2 separate regions of the Mus musculus genome follow, and region 2 is linked to region 1. The links are chromatin contacts, called in public HiChIP or PLAC-seq maps. All regions are on one chromosome and are shown on one strand. The core of a region is the stretch at or near the end of the contact, and the rest is flanking DNA. Distances in the headings are between cores, read along the strand shown.

Evidence for each region. HiChIP or PLAC-seq counts read pairs in DNA pulled down with a chosen protein or histone mark.
Region 2: a contact with region 1 is called in an H3K27ac HiChIP or PLAC-seq map of trophoblast stem cells, with 5 times the contacts expected there. The contact joins two enhancer-like sites. A contact is called at or near these places in 10 of 39 promoter capture datasets (the C10 cell line, the HPC-7 cell line, cranial neural crest and 7 more), 2 of 15 datasets of contacts at CTCF or cohesin (the NIH/3T3 cell line and large pre-B cells), 5 of 484 Hi-C or Micro-C datasets (the G1E-ER4 cell line, bone marrow-derived macrophages, granulosa cells and 1 more) and 10 of 115 datasets of contacts at active chromatin or transcription factors (the HPC-7 cell line, bone marrow-derived macrophages, double positive thymocytes and 4 more).

The regions. Positions count from the first base shown.
Region 1 is chr12:80,208,448-80,215,188 of GRCm38.p6, reverse strand. Actn1 (actinin, alpha 1) reads left to right here. Exons shown (of 21, transcript NM_134156.3): 2 at 5,716-5,830. Among named protein-coding and RNA genes, the nearest start is that of Actn1, 49 kb to the left of the region's middle. Within about 2 kb of position 3,503, at least 93 of the 459 cell types and tissues checked have an H3K27ac peak or open chromatin away from gene starts, as enhancers often do. A contact at or near this core is called in trophoblast stem cells, where this site is marked.
Region 2 is chr12:80,404,520-80,411,260 of GRCm38.p6, reverse strand. It overlaps Dcaf5 (DDB1 and CUL4 associated factor 5), which reads left to right. Exons shown (of 9, transcript NM_177267.5): 2 at 6,563-6,706. Among named protein-coding and RNA genes, the nearest start is that of Mir1843a, 16 kb to the right of the region's middle. Within about 2 kb of position 3,245, at least 6 of the 459 cell types and tissues checked have an H3K27ac peak or open chromatin away from gene starts, as enhancers often do. A contact at or near this core is called in trophoblast stem cells, where this site is marked.

The DNA of each region.
Region 1 (6,741 bases), core at 2,254-4,753:
ATGTGTATAGCCATCTAATGTCCTTTGTGAGACACATGGGCTGTTGATCAGTTCCAGCTGAGGAGTCGTCTCTCTGCCTCACAGAATGTCAGCCCTCTCCTCTACCTTTGATAGAAATGCCCACAGCTCTTGCTACTAGATTCTCAAATGGCTGATGTCACTCACCAGTGTTCTTTAGGAGTGGTAGACACAGGTATTACTTGGTGCTTACCAAATGCACCACATATTGTGTTTGTATATAACATGCATGCAGACTTAGAAAGGTCCCATGCTTTCCCACTGTGGGAGCAGATACCCAGTGAGACTTAATTTAGACTTCTTGGCTGCTAATTCTTTTTTTTGTTTGTTTGTTTTTTTGTTTTTTTGTTTTTTTTTGGAGGCAGACCGGGTCCTTGTGGCATGCATTATATTTTCAGTTGTAGCAGTGTTTAAAGATTGAGCAGTTCCACATAGAAGTCTAGGTTTCTGGCTCTTTTCTTTTCCTTTCCTTTCCTTTCCTTTCCTTTCCTTTCCTTTCCTTTCCTTTCCTTTCCTAGCACCACTGTGAAGATCCAAGGAGTTAAATGTGACAAAACGCTCAGAAGAGTCGTCCATCCCATGCATGCACGCACATGCATGCTTCGTAAGCACAGTTGCTATCATGTCAACTGTGGCATGTATGTTTGCTTCTATTAGACCAGATTCTCTACAAGGCGTGCTTTAGGGTTGTCTCCATTTTGGATAGACGGTTATTAACATCTAGTGGGTAGGGGCCATGATGGGTGTTGAGCATCTGATGTCTAAGACCACGCTATTCCTCCAGCTGCAGAGTATTCTGACCTCAGACCCTGAAGTGTCAGGGTCAAGTACCCTGCTTACATACATGTGTGGCTTCACCGGTCACTCTGGTCTTACCAATGCTTTCAGGGGCTTCCTGGACTTTTGTAGAATTGCCATCATAAAGGGACTTCCTTACTCAGCTGGGGGACAGCGGAGGTGGGGTGGGGTGAGGGGGTAGCTGTGTGAACCCCTTCAGCACATTCACACAGTGTCCTCCTCTGACGTATGACATGTCCAGCTCTGGGTCCCTCAGTCCACCGAGCTCCGATCTTTCCTGAAGCTATCTGTCCTTTATCCTCCTGAAAGCAGCTGCCTAGGCTCTGTGTCGCAGTCATCTTCCAGATATGGTCATGGAGAGCTGCAGAAGTGAAGTCACCTGCACGGGGTCATTTGGGTACAGCTGCAGAGGCTCCCTGTCTCTCACCAGCTGCCTGTTCTGCCCCGGGGCCGAATCAGGCATGCTTCTTTGACTATGGACGTTGAGATGACCTCCTCAGACATGTCTTGTCTCCTGCTGGTCAGAGGCCCAGTTCCTGAGTCCTGTTCCTTCTGCCCATCTTTTTCTGGTCTACTTCCCTCCTGGGTGGTCTCCAATCTCTTGGACATTCACCCACTAGCCCCCTTCCTCACCTCTCACCGCCATGCTCCCCAGGGAGGCTGTCTCTCTCTTGCCAGCACTGCTGATGCTGGAGGGGCTTCCCAAAACCCATGTGGCTTTCATTTTCCAGTGACTGGTTTTCAGTGGAATGTCATGAAATTTGGCTCACTTGAAGTTTCAGCCTTGGTTCTACACCCCTTCCCCACCCTGCCCCGCTATCCCTGAGCCACAAAGCCATATCATTCTGGGGAGCAGAAGTTATGAGGAAGTTAGAATCGGTGTCAATGGCCCGAGGAAAGACACTTAACCCTTTCTGGTCCTGTGCCCTCCGTTATAAAATGAGGATGTTGAACTCAACATCTCTTCAAGCCTAATGCCATTGATGGAGTGTGCTTATAGTATGCACTGTAAAGACAATAGCTTTCTCCCTCTGGCAGGGAGATAGTGGTGCTTACAAGCCTACAAGTAGCCCTATTCCCCCCTCCCCAGTTCAGGTACCCCCTTCATGTTTTTGTTTTGAGATGGGGTCTCACTATGTAGCCCTAGCTGTCCTGGTATGTAGATCAGGCTGGCCTTGAACTCATGGAGATCCACCTGCCTCTTCCTTGAAGTGCTGGGGTTAATGGTATGTGCCACCATGGGTTCCTCCCTGGGTTTTAAAAGGACTCTCTCATCAGACCTTCTGTTTACAGTCCGCATGGTGTCAGCATTGTCTCATGTGGCTGTTGGATACCTGAGTTGGAGCGGCGACAGGCCACTCACCCACAGTGATAGATGTGGGGTCTTTGTGGGCATATCTGTGGCCACCTCACCTGTGTGGTCCTGCAATTCCTGTACTGTGCAGTGAGGCCACATAAGCTTGTGGCCTTCCTGTGTTTGCATCCCTCTTCCTACTAAGGTCAAGGTTACAGCTGACAATGACATTAGAAACTCAGCCCCTGGCTCCTGTCATGGGAATAATCATTTGTACCCCAGTCCTTGTTGGGTATGACTACTCGGAGGTCATTGTGATAACAGTGGGAGCCACTTCAGGGCCCACTGTATTTCAGGCACATTAACTTTTAGGGCCATTATTAACATAAAGAAAAACTACTACTTTGTTAGTATTATGCCTCAGGCATGCCTGGTAGTTAACTGTTGTCCCCATTGTATAGTTCTGATCACTGAGGTATATGGAGAAGGCTGTGTGGTTCACAGGAGACAGGAAGGACACCTTCTCAAATACCAGAGAGATTCTAAGGGTATATTAAAGGAGACATGTTGCCATGGTAGTTGTTAAGGGCAAAATGAGAACATGGTAGAAGCCAGGAAACTGGGACAAGATGTATCTCACCGGCCAACCCATGAACTTCTCTCCTATGTGTCCCTCAGATACCCTGCTCCGTGGATACAGTCTTCCCTTCGTGCCACCGTTAGTTACCAAGGTCAGGGATGGGTGAGGGGACCCAAGTTCCTCCCAGTTTTCAATCCCTGCCCAAGATCTGAAGAGGCTGGCCACTGGACACACATGAACACACATGCATGTTTGTGTGTATTTGTGTGCATGGTGGGGAGAGGTATAGGAGTAGAGGGGTGACAGCAAAGGCACTGTTCCAGCTCTGGAGTAGGTCTCAGTGTGGTCCTTGCTTAAGCATGGCTCCTGAGACCCTGTGTGGCACACCCTTCCTCTGAGCACATTTCTAGAGCGCAGTGGACTGTGAAGGGGCTGGCCATCTTCTCCCTCTCCCTGTCTCCTTATTAGACTGTGAGATGAACAGGCTCCCAGAGAAGAGTGAAGACTTTTGGTGTGAGGGAATGTTAGAAAAAGGAAGGCCAGGGGTGCAGGCAGGTCTGTGGGTCCTTGCCCCTTTATTTAAATGAGGTTGGTCCATTAGGCCTCTGCGTGTAGCACTGCCCACCCTGGTTGGGGCCAGGAGTTTCTGCAGTGGGTGTCCCTTTGGCTGCCAGCTTCTCCTCCTTCCTTGCTGAATCCTGGGGGCACTGCTAAGGAGATGATCTTTCTGCGGGGACCTTGCAACCTGGAGAGAACATAGTTGGGCGGTACATGGTGGTCTGTGGTCTGCGGTGATGCACAGAGTTGCTGTCAAGAATTTACTGCCCCCCTCTGCTGTTCTTCAAGCACACATTGGCACCAGTCCCAAAGGTCCCTCAGGAGCACCTGAAAAGGTGGGGCCTTGGGTAGCTTTGTGGCTGGAGGCAGGGAGGAGAGAGAGAGAGAGAGAGAGAGAGAGAGAGAGAGAGAGAGAGAGAGAGAGAGAGAGAGAGGGAGGGAGAGGGAGAGAGAGAGAGAGAGAGAGAGCCCAGAGTGGAGCCAGCCCTCCTCCCCAGCCCTGTCATGGTTTGTGGTGGTGGTGGTGGTGGTATCTTTTTCCTTCTTACTGTTAATGGCACCCTCACTACGTGGCAGGCACTTTGTAAGTTGGTTTTTAAACCCTGTGGACTTGGAAGTACCTTGCAATCCCTATTTTACTGCCAAGGGAGCTGGAGTTCCGAGAACAGTGGATTCAGATCTGGTTCACAGGAGAGTGCATTCTTAACATTGTATTACTCCACACCCCCCATGCCTGGGCTTTATGGCTACTGCTTGTAGGGTTCTTTAATACTTTGGATGGGTTCAGAGCACTGAGCCTTGAGGCTCTGGGGACTAGGGCTTTTATTGACTCTTCCTTGCAAAGCTTATTAGCCCCAGAGCTTTGTCCTGGAGACCTGAACAAACACAGGTGTTGTTTTGGCCACCACAGCTTCCCCAGGAAGTGGGGTTTGATAGCTCCTTTCTACAGCCCTTCGCCTTTCACAAGCCATCGTCTTCTTACAACAGCCCCTTCCTCCCTCAGTTCCTCCCCCCTCTTCAAGACTCACAGGCCTCAGCTGGGCAACTCCAGTTTGTCTTCCAGTTGCTAGCACTGGCCAGTTTCCCTGGAAGCTTTGGGAAGCCTTTGGCTGAGGGTTGAAGGGGCTAAAGGTTGGAGGATGGGTCTGGACGGGGCTTAAGAACAAGGGGTTGGCAGAGGCAGGCAGATTTCTGAGTTCAAAGCCAGCCTGGTCTACAAAGTGAGCTCCAGGACAGCCAGGGCTATACAGAGAAACCCTGTCTCAAAAAACAAGACAAAACAAAACAAAACAAAAGAACAAGGGGTTGGGAGGTGGTGATCGTGGAATAAGACACTCCCATCCCTGGCCCCAGAGAATGTGCAGTGTGGTGGCTCGGGTCCAAAGTGAAGTATGGACAGGTGGCAGTTGGGAGAGATTGTGTAGAAACAGAGTAACTGTACTTACTTTAAAGATCTACACATTCTGTGTAATATTTGAAATGTAACTCTGCGGGGGTGGGGAGACACCTGGCGGGCCCATGCCAAGATGCCCTCCTGAGAAATCACAACATGCAACAAACCTAATATAAGGGAGGCTTGGGAGAAGGAAAGGAAGAGAAGGGGTAGAGGCAGACAGACAGGAGCAGAGCCAATGGGGCAGATAATGGGGGACAAAGAACAGATGGGGGCGGGGGGGGGGACAGAGACAGGAAGACTGGCTGGGAACAGAAAAAGAAAAACATCTGGGCTGGTGAGCAGTCTTTTCATTCTCACCCATGCCTGGCAGCAGCAGGTAAAGACGGCAGGTGATGATGTAAGCTGATGATGTAAGCCAATGACATAAGCTTGCTAGGTTCCTGGGAGGAGCCTAGCGGAAGTTCCTGTAAGCCAACATTCCTCCTTTCTTATTTAATTAAAAATGAGTAGCTAGGAGGGGGTAACGGTGGGGCAGGAGTGAGGTTGTCCTGTTCTCTAGATTACTTCCTGATGACTGGGGGTGACAATGGCTTTGGGGACCCTAAGAAAATTGGAGTGCTGGCTGCTTCACTGCTGTTCAGGATCCATGAGAATATCTGCAGCTGGGAAAGTGCAGGCCCCGTTGAAGTATCTGCCAGGGTAGACTGAGCACCTGTGAGTAGCTGCCCTGGAGCCGTCCTGGATGCAGATGCTGAGTAAACACCTGGACCTGGCAGGACGATGGGGCAGACATATATACTAAGGGCAGAGGATAAGTTAATGTGACCATATGGAACAACCACACTAAGAGTGACTATGGATTCTGCTGAGTGGGTGGCCACCTTCCCTGGTCCCTTCACGTGGCTTATACGCTGAGGATGGCCCAAGCCTGTTGAAGGCCTTTCGTAGAACAACTGTTAAGAAAGTGTGGGGCGAGGACCCTGGAAGCCACTGAGGCCTGGGGTGCGTGCCTCAGAGACTACGGTGGCCCATGAGGAGACTGACCATCTGCCTGTCTTCCCTTTGTATTAGACGTTCACAGCCTGGTGCAACTCCCACCTGCGCAAAGCGGGGACACAGATCGAGAACATCGAAGAGGACTTCCGAGATGGCCTGAAGCTCATGCTGCTCCTGGAGGTCATCTCAGGTGAGCCGGCCCCAGCCCAGGACCCGGTGGTATCTCTGGGTTCTGTCCACGTTCACACTGGCCTCCCTGGGCACCAGGCACACATGTGGTGCATTCGCATACATGCAAGCAAAATTCTCATATAATAAAAAATACAAAAAAAAAGAGAATTAATTAAGATCATAACTTCTAATTAAGAAACATCATCACGATTAATAAAGTAGCACACACCACTTACTCTCATTCCTTGGAGGGATTACCCTAATGACCTTAGCCCTGTCTTATGACTTGGAGAATCACCATGCTGCAGCCAGCCAAGCTTCCAGGACCTGAACCACTAGGGGACAAACCACATCCAAATAATAGCATTGTGCATGTCCTCTTGGGTGCTCAAAGCAGTAGCTGGCCCTCTGTTTTTGCTGCACACTTCATCTTATCTTAAACCAAGCCTGGGACCACAGACTGCTCTGCTCTACCTTTCTTTCCAACTTGACGTTTGCATTCTTGGCTGTCTGTTTCCTTCTTTCATGATCCCCTTCGAGCCTTTTGTCCTGTGGGCTTCTGGTGACTCCCACCTAGAGGAAACCTTGGGAAGGCCGGGAAGGCCTTAGGTTCTGTCTCCTCCCTGTCTCCTCCTCCCTGAAGTCCCGCTTTGTGAAGCCGCCCCAGGCCTAAGATCCTCTGACAGCCCAAATATGGTCACGTTGTTCCCTCGCTTGGAAGGCTTTTGTGCCTCCCCGAGGGCTTCCAGTCTGGGCCTCGCATTCCTTTGCAGAGCCCTTAGGATCATTTGAGAGCTGGCACCTGCTTTGTTTCCAACCGACTCTTCCCAAAAAGGTAGCGGACCTCAGGCCCTCTGCCACGGCTCCCCAGATGACATGCCATCCTGTTCCCTGTGTTTGCGTGACTTCGACAGATTCAGTTCTTTAAAA
Region 2 (6,741 bases), core at 1,996-4,495, 200 kb before region 1:
GTGTTGGCTCCTACAAAACTGTGCAGGCCTCTGTAGCTGGGCTCCTGCGCACTTCAGGCTTTGGGGTGAGCAGAGGGTGTTCGTAGATTTCCCCAGGACTGCCTCTAGCGGTCCCCGAGATCTGTGGACCCCTTTGGGATGTCGCCTTCCTTCCCTTCTGTCACTCACTGGTTCCTTGCTGATGTCAGCTGCCACTGCCACCTGTTTGTGTGTGTGTGGTGTGTGACTCTCAGCAGCTCTGCTACTCATCACTGTGGGGTTCAGCTCAGACCCTGCCTCCACCCAGCGCTGTGGCAACTGCAGCAGAATGGGTTTCTGTGCTTTCCTAGGCCTTTTTGTGAGAACACGGGCCCAAGATGGAGGCAGGAAGAGAGCAAGCCCTTAACTGACGGTTTTTTCAATTTAAAAAATCTTTGTGGATGGCTCAGCAGGTAAGAGCACTGACTGATACTGAGTTCAAATCCCAGCAACCACATGGTAGCTCACAACCGCCCGTAATGAGACCTGACGACGCCCTCTTCTGATGTGTCTAAAGACAGCTACAGTGTACTTATATATAATAATAAATAAATCTTTAAAAAGATTATTAATTTGCTTTTTCAAGACTTGGTTTAGCTGTGCACTCCTGAATACCCTGGAACTCACTCTGTAAACCAGGATAACCTTAAACTCAGAGATCCTCCTGCCTCTGCCTCCGAGTGCTGGGATCAAAGGTGTGCCCCCCACCACTCAGCCACTCAGCTATTGTCTGTTTTTAGTTTTTTAATGTAGGTGCTTGGGACTGAGCTCAGGCCCTCCTGTTGGCAAGCATTCTACTGACAGAACCATCTCTCCAGCATCTCTTTTTTTTTTTTTCCCCAGACAGGATTTCTCTTGTGTAGCTCTGGCTGTCCTGGAACTCACTCTACTCACTCTATAGACCAGGTTGGCCTCGAACTCAGAAATCCACCTGCCTCTGTCTCCCAAGTGCTGGAATTAAAGGCGTGCGCCACCACTGCCCGGCTAAGTTTATTCTTTTGAGAACAGTATTTGAAAGGAAATTTTATATTACTATAATGTCTATGAAGCTGTGGGTTTTATTGTGCTTTTTTTTTTTTTTAAATATACCTTAAACTACAAAGAACATTTCTCCAGTGTCTAGAATTATCCAGTGGTGTTTAGGAAGAGCAAGGACATGTTGAACTTTAATCCCTAATTGATGGTAGTACCTTAGGACTAGTGAGCTTAGCTTCTTTTATATTTGTTTCCTCATAAGCAAAATGGGGCAATTGGAGAAAATAATCCCCCAGGGATGATTGAGAGTGAGTGACTGGTGTGAGGAGAAAGCACACTTGAGCATGGTAGATTTCATCTGTTTCTGCCCAGGAATTAGAAACATTGTCTAAGACTGACTGGATCGAGTTCAGATTTTAAAGCTATAACTTTATTATATTCCAACACACTAGTTATCTGATTCTAGAGAAAGCACTTTATTTCTCGGGGTTCTAGGTATCCAGTTAAAAGTGGTGCTTTGATACCCACTACCTATTTAATGTAGAGTACTCCAAGATAGGAACCAAGGCAAGTCAGACTTCATTTTCTTTTCCCTTCTTCCCAAGCAGGATCTCATTCTATAGCCCAAGCTGGCTTCAAATTTACCTCAGTTCTGCCTCCCAAATATTGGAATTATAGGTATAGGCCACCATGCCTAGCCCTGACTTTTGAGCCTTTTAAAATAGGAATAACTTTGCTCTCTTATCTGGTATGAGATAAAATTAGATAAACAGATTTATCTTTTAAAAGGAAAGTCCTTGGTAAAAATTGGGTGTTTGCAGATACCTATAGATGTTATTCCACCTCTGGCTTAAGAAAGCTTTGCATTTTTATCTTCCTGTCTCAGCCTCCAGAGTAGTTTTAATTACAGGACAGTGCAACAAGGCTTGGTTCTGTCTCTGGCAACTTCTGCAGTGGGGGTCAAAGTCTGGATGGAGCCCTTACCTCTTCAGACTTGCTTGTGTTGCCTTTGGATTCCTTACCCATACTCCTGATTTAAGAAGTGTCATTGAAAGTCAGCCTAGGGCTGGAGAGATGGCTCAGTGGTTAAGAGCACTGAGAGCTCTTCCGGAGGTCCTGAGTTCAATTCCCAGCAATCACTTGGTGGCTCACAACCATCTGTAATGAGATCTGATGCCTCTTCTGGTATGTCTGAAGACAGTTACAGTGTACTTACATATAATAAATAAATACATCTTTGGGCCAGAGCGAGTGGGGCTGGAGCAAGAAGGAAAAAAAAAAGCCTAGTGCCTTGGCAGATCACCCAACCTAGCTTACCTGTGGTCAAATGCAGCCATCATTCAGTGTACAAAAACTTGGGCAGGTGGTGTAGCTCAGCTGCTAGAGTGTTTGCCTGGGACCTAGCTCCACACAAAACCTGATGTCTTATTGGTTGTCTGTAAAAGAGGCAAGAGCATCAAGGGTTCGGCATCATTTTAGCTACACTGAAGTTTTGAGATCAAGCTGACTCTTTTTAAAAAGTTTTAAACCTGGCCATTTAATCTGCCTAGTTTCAGTATCTCTTCACTGTCAATAGGCTGGATTGAGGTAGACTAAGGAGCAGTCTCTGGTGCCCATGTCCTGCATTCAGATCATTGTTGCCCCCCCACCCCCAGTGGTCTCCTATAGTCCTCCTGCCTCTACTTGCCAAGTGCTAGGATGGGTTTCATGTGATTCATAGTCCTGTATTACCTAAAAGAATTTGAAAGGCGGGGCTGGAGAGATGACTTAGCAGTTAAGAGCACTGACTGCTTTTCCAAAGGTCCTGAGTTCAATTTCCAGCAACCACATGGTGGCTCATAACCATCCGTAACAAGATCTGGTGCCCTCTTCTGGGGTGTCTGAAGACAACTACAGTGTACTAACATATAATAAATAAATAAATCTTTAAAAAAAATAAAAAATTTGAAAGGCAAGGATAAATTCATAGATGATACTTTGTAGAAATTAGGGTGTTTTGAGGTATGTACATTATTATTATTACTACTATTATTGTTGTTGTTGTTGTTGAAAAAGGGTCTCTCCACGTTGCTCTGGCTGGTCTCTCTACATTGCTCTGGCTGTCCAAGAACTCACTATGTAGACCAGGTTGACCTGGAAGTCACAGTCTTCTGCCTCCCAAGTACTAGCCTGGCTCAGCTTAAATCTCTATGTGTTTGTGCTCATTCATGTGTTTGTGTACCTGCTGCAGTACCCACAGAGACCAGCAGAGAGCATCAGATCCCCTAGAGTTACGTGAGGTTGTAAACCACCCGAAATGGTCATGGGGAACCAAACCCAAGTTCTCTGGAAGAGAAACAATTGCTTTTAATTGCTGAGCTATTTCTCCAGCCTCTATTTTGGCTTTTTGAAACAAGGTCTCACTCTGTACCCTAGGTTGGCCTGGAACTCAGTATTCATATCCCAGGCTGGTCTGAAACTCATGGTAATCCTCCTCCCTCAGGCTCCTTAGTGTCGGGAGTACTTCACTCCCCCAGTCTTAAACAGGAAGTCTAACCAGACTTCAGTTGGTAGGCGTTTAGATGGTTTTCAGTCTTAACTATTGCCTAGAGTCTCAGGGTTCTCCCCTGGTCTTGGCCTGGGCTTGCCTAGCTTTTTGAGGACACGCAAAGCAAATTGTTTCCTTCTGTGTTGAGCTGTTCTGGACCATAAAGTAAGAATGCCAGATGACAGCTTTAGTCATGGTATATAGTCTGCTTAGTGCCAGGACCCTCTGGGTAAGGCTACTCTTCTGTAACTTAAAAGCTGCCGCCGTCTCCTCCTCCTCTTCCTCTTCCTCTTCTCTTTCTTCTTCTCCTCTTCCTCCTCCTCTTTTTTTCTCCTCCTCCTCCTCTTTCTTCATCATCATCTTCTTCCTCTTCCTCCTCCTCCTTCTTCTTCTTTAGTGATCTTAGTTCAAAGTGAAATGAACCCTAAGAAGGGAGAGTGAGTGTATTTAGATTCACAGTTCAAGGATGTAGTCCATCATGGAGGGGAAGTCAGGGAGGCTGCACCCACATCAGCGAATGTGTGTTCGCCCCCACCCCTTCAAAGATTCAGATTGTTTATCATTGTTCAGCTTTAATGGCCCTTTATATAATTCGAATACCTTATCAGACATTCTCTGAAAATTTATTCCTGTAGTTCTTTCCCATTTTTTATCCTATTTAAGTGTCCCAGCACCAGCCTAATAGTTACAGTGGGCACTGTAACAACTTCCCATACTGCAAAATCACCTAGGAATGGCTAGGCAGGTGTAGGCAAAATCTGCTATATAATCCTGTCCAGTGCTTAGTTTTTAAAAACATTTTTATCTTTAATTGTGTGTGTGTGTGCCTTTTTACATGAGTACAGTACCCTGTCAGGCCACAAGAGGGCGGTGGATCTCTTGGAACTGGAGTTACAGGTGACCCTGACCCACAATGATGAAGTGCTAGCACTGAACTCTCTCTGTCCCTCTGTAAGAACAGTGCTCACTCTTCACTGCTGGGGCGTCTCTCTAGCCCCAGCACTGACTTTTTGGTTCATTCATTTAGATTCCAACGTTTCAACAAAACTGCCAAAATCTCTGCTGTCATGTAGCTTAAAAAATATTTTTCACAAATGGATGTTGGCGCCCATACTCTTTTACACCCAATTCTTCCTCCAGAAAAGACCTCTGGGTACTTCTGCACAGGCTCTTATAAACCACTGACAGCCTGCTCTGTGGCATGATCCTGTTTGTATAGATGTGCTGTAAGTGGTGCCAAGTGCACTGTTTACCTAGGGCAGCATAGCTTCACCACTAGCTTGGCCATTCCAGTCCTTATATTTTTAACCTTGGGTAGATGGAGAGCCAGAAGCTCAGGGCTACTGTTAATTGCTGCCCATGTAGCTTATCTTTTTATTTTTATTTTTTGGAAAAGAGTATTGCACTGGCTGGTTTTGGGTGTCAACTTGACACAGGCTGGAGTTACCACAGAGAAAGGAGCTTTCAGTTGGGGAAATGCCTCCATGAGATCCAGCTGTAAGGCATTTTCTCAATTAGTGATGGGGGGGGGGTCCCATTGTAGGTGGTGCCATCTCTGGGCTGGTAGTCTTGGGTTCTATAAGAGAGCAGGCTGAGCAAGCCAGGGGAAGCAAGCCAGTAAGTAACATCCCTCCATGGCCTCTGCATCAGCTCCTGCTTCCTGCCCTGCTTGAGTTCCAGACCTGACTTCCTTTGGTGATGAACAGCAGTATGGAAATGTAAGCCCAATAAACCCTTTCCTCCCCAACTTGCTTCTTGGTCCTGATGTTTGTGCAGGAATAGAAACCCTGACTAAGATAAGTATGTTGTTGGCTTGTTATAAAAGTCAAACAGGTGTTGTTGGCTTGTTATAAAAGTCAAACAGGAGACGTGGGATAAATAGCGTAGCAATTAAGAGCATTGGCTGCTCCTCAAGAGGACCTGGTACAGTTCTCAGCACCTATGTCAGCCAGCTCACAACTTCAGCTCCAGGGGAATCCAACATCTCTGCCGCTGCAGGAAGCTGTACTCATGTGCACATAACCACATGCAGATACACACCTACACTTCCATTTTTTAAAAAGTCAAGTAGGAATGGGTATAATAAATAGTTCAGTGGTAAGCACTTGAACCTTGATAGTATGTGCATGTGTGTGTGTGTGTGTGTGTGTGTGCATGTGCATGTGTGCATGAGTATGTGCAAAGTGTGAAATGCAATCTCTTCCCCACTTCTGTTTCCTAGATGTAATCTTCATTAGTAGTTTGTTCCTCTCTCCAGACACTTTTTAACACGTCGGCAAATATGTAGAACACACGTATGTATTCTGATTCTCTAGGAGCTAGTTGATACAGTGTGCTACTGCTTTTGCAGTTCAGACCACTGAAAATTACATGAAAAGAGCCAGGTCCCCAGAAGAACTGCAGTATAACAACCCTAATAGGAGTTAGGCCCTTAGTTGTGTGTATACTGTCCCATAGTCACCAAGACTACATCAAAGATTGCTTTGCAAATTGTTATGCTAGAAATACTACTTAAGAGTTCTTTGGTTACAAGTAGTAGAAACTAGTTTAGGTTCTAATGGCTATTTCCTGCTCCCTTCTCAAAAAACTTACTAGAAAGATTCCAAATAATAAGCAAATAAACATTTAAATGCTAAGTCTCAAGGAAGCCAAGCTGGACAAAGTGGTACTGGGTAAGGAGTGTCTCATGCCAGAGCTTATTCATTTTAATTTCTGTATTATCTGTTTAAGAGTCAGAACTTGAAGAGGGCTGAGACTTAACACAGTGGTAGATAGAGCACTTGCCTAGTATGCACAAGGCTCTGGGTTCCATCTCTATTACCACTAACCTAAAACAGTCAACCAAACAAGTCCTGGGAAAGTGTGGGTGCTTTAGAGTTCATGTGCCTCATGGGAAAAAAAAATCTTAGATTTATGTGCCCTCTCAGAGTCTTCCATAGTTGGAGAGATATAGATTCAGAAAGGATGGGAGTTGAGGTGGCAAAACCAAATGTTAGCCTTGCAATAACTATTTTAACCCTAGATTCTTGCTCTCTGCTAAAGGAGGAGACGACCGCCGAGTTCTGCTATGGCACATGGAACAAGCTATCCATTCCAGGGTCAAACCCATACAGCTGAAAGGGGAACACCATTCCAACATTTTCTGCCTGGCTTTCAACAGTGGGAACACCAAAGTATTCTCTGGAGGTAAGAAGACAGATTCTACCGTGGGAAATTAGTGA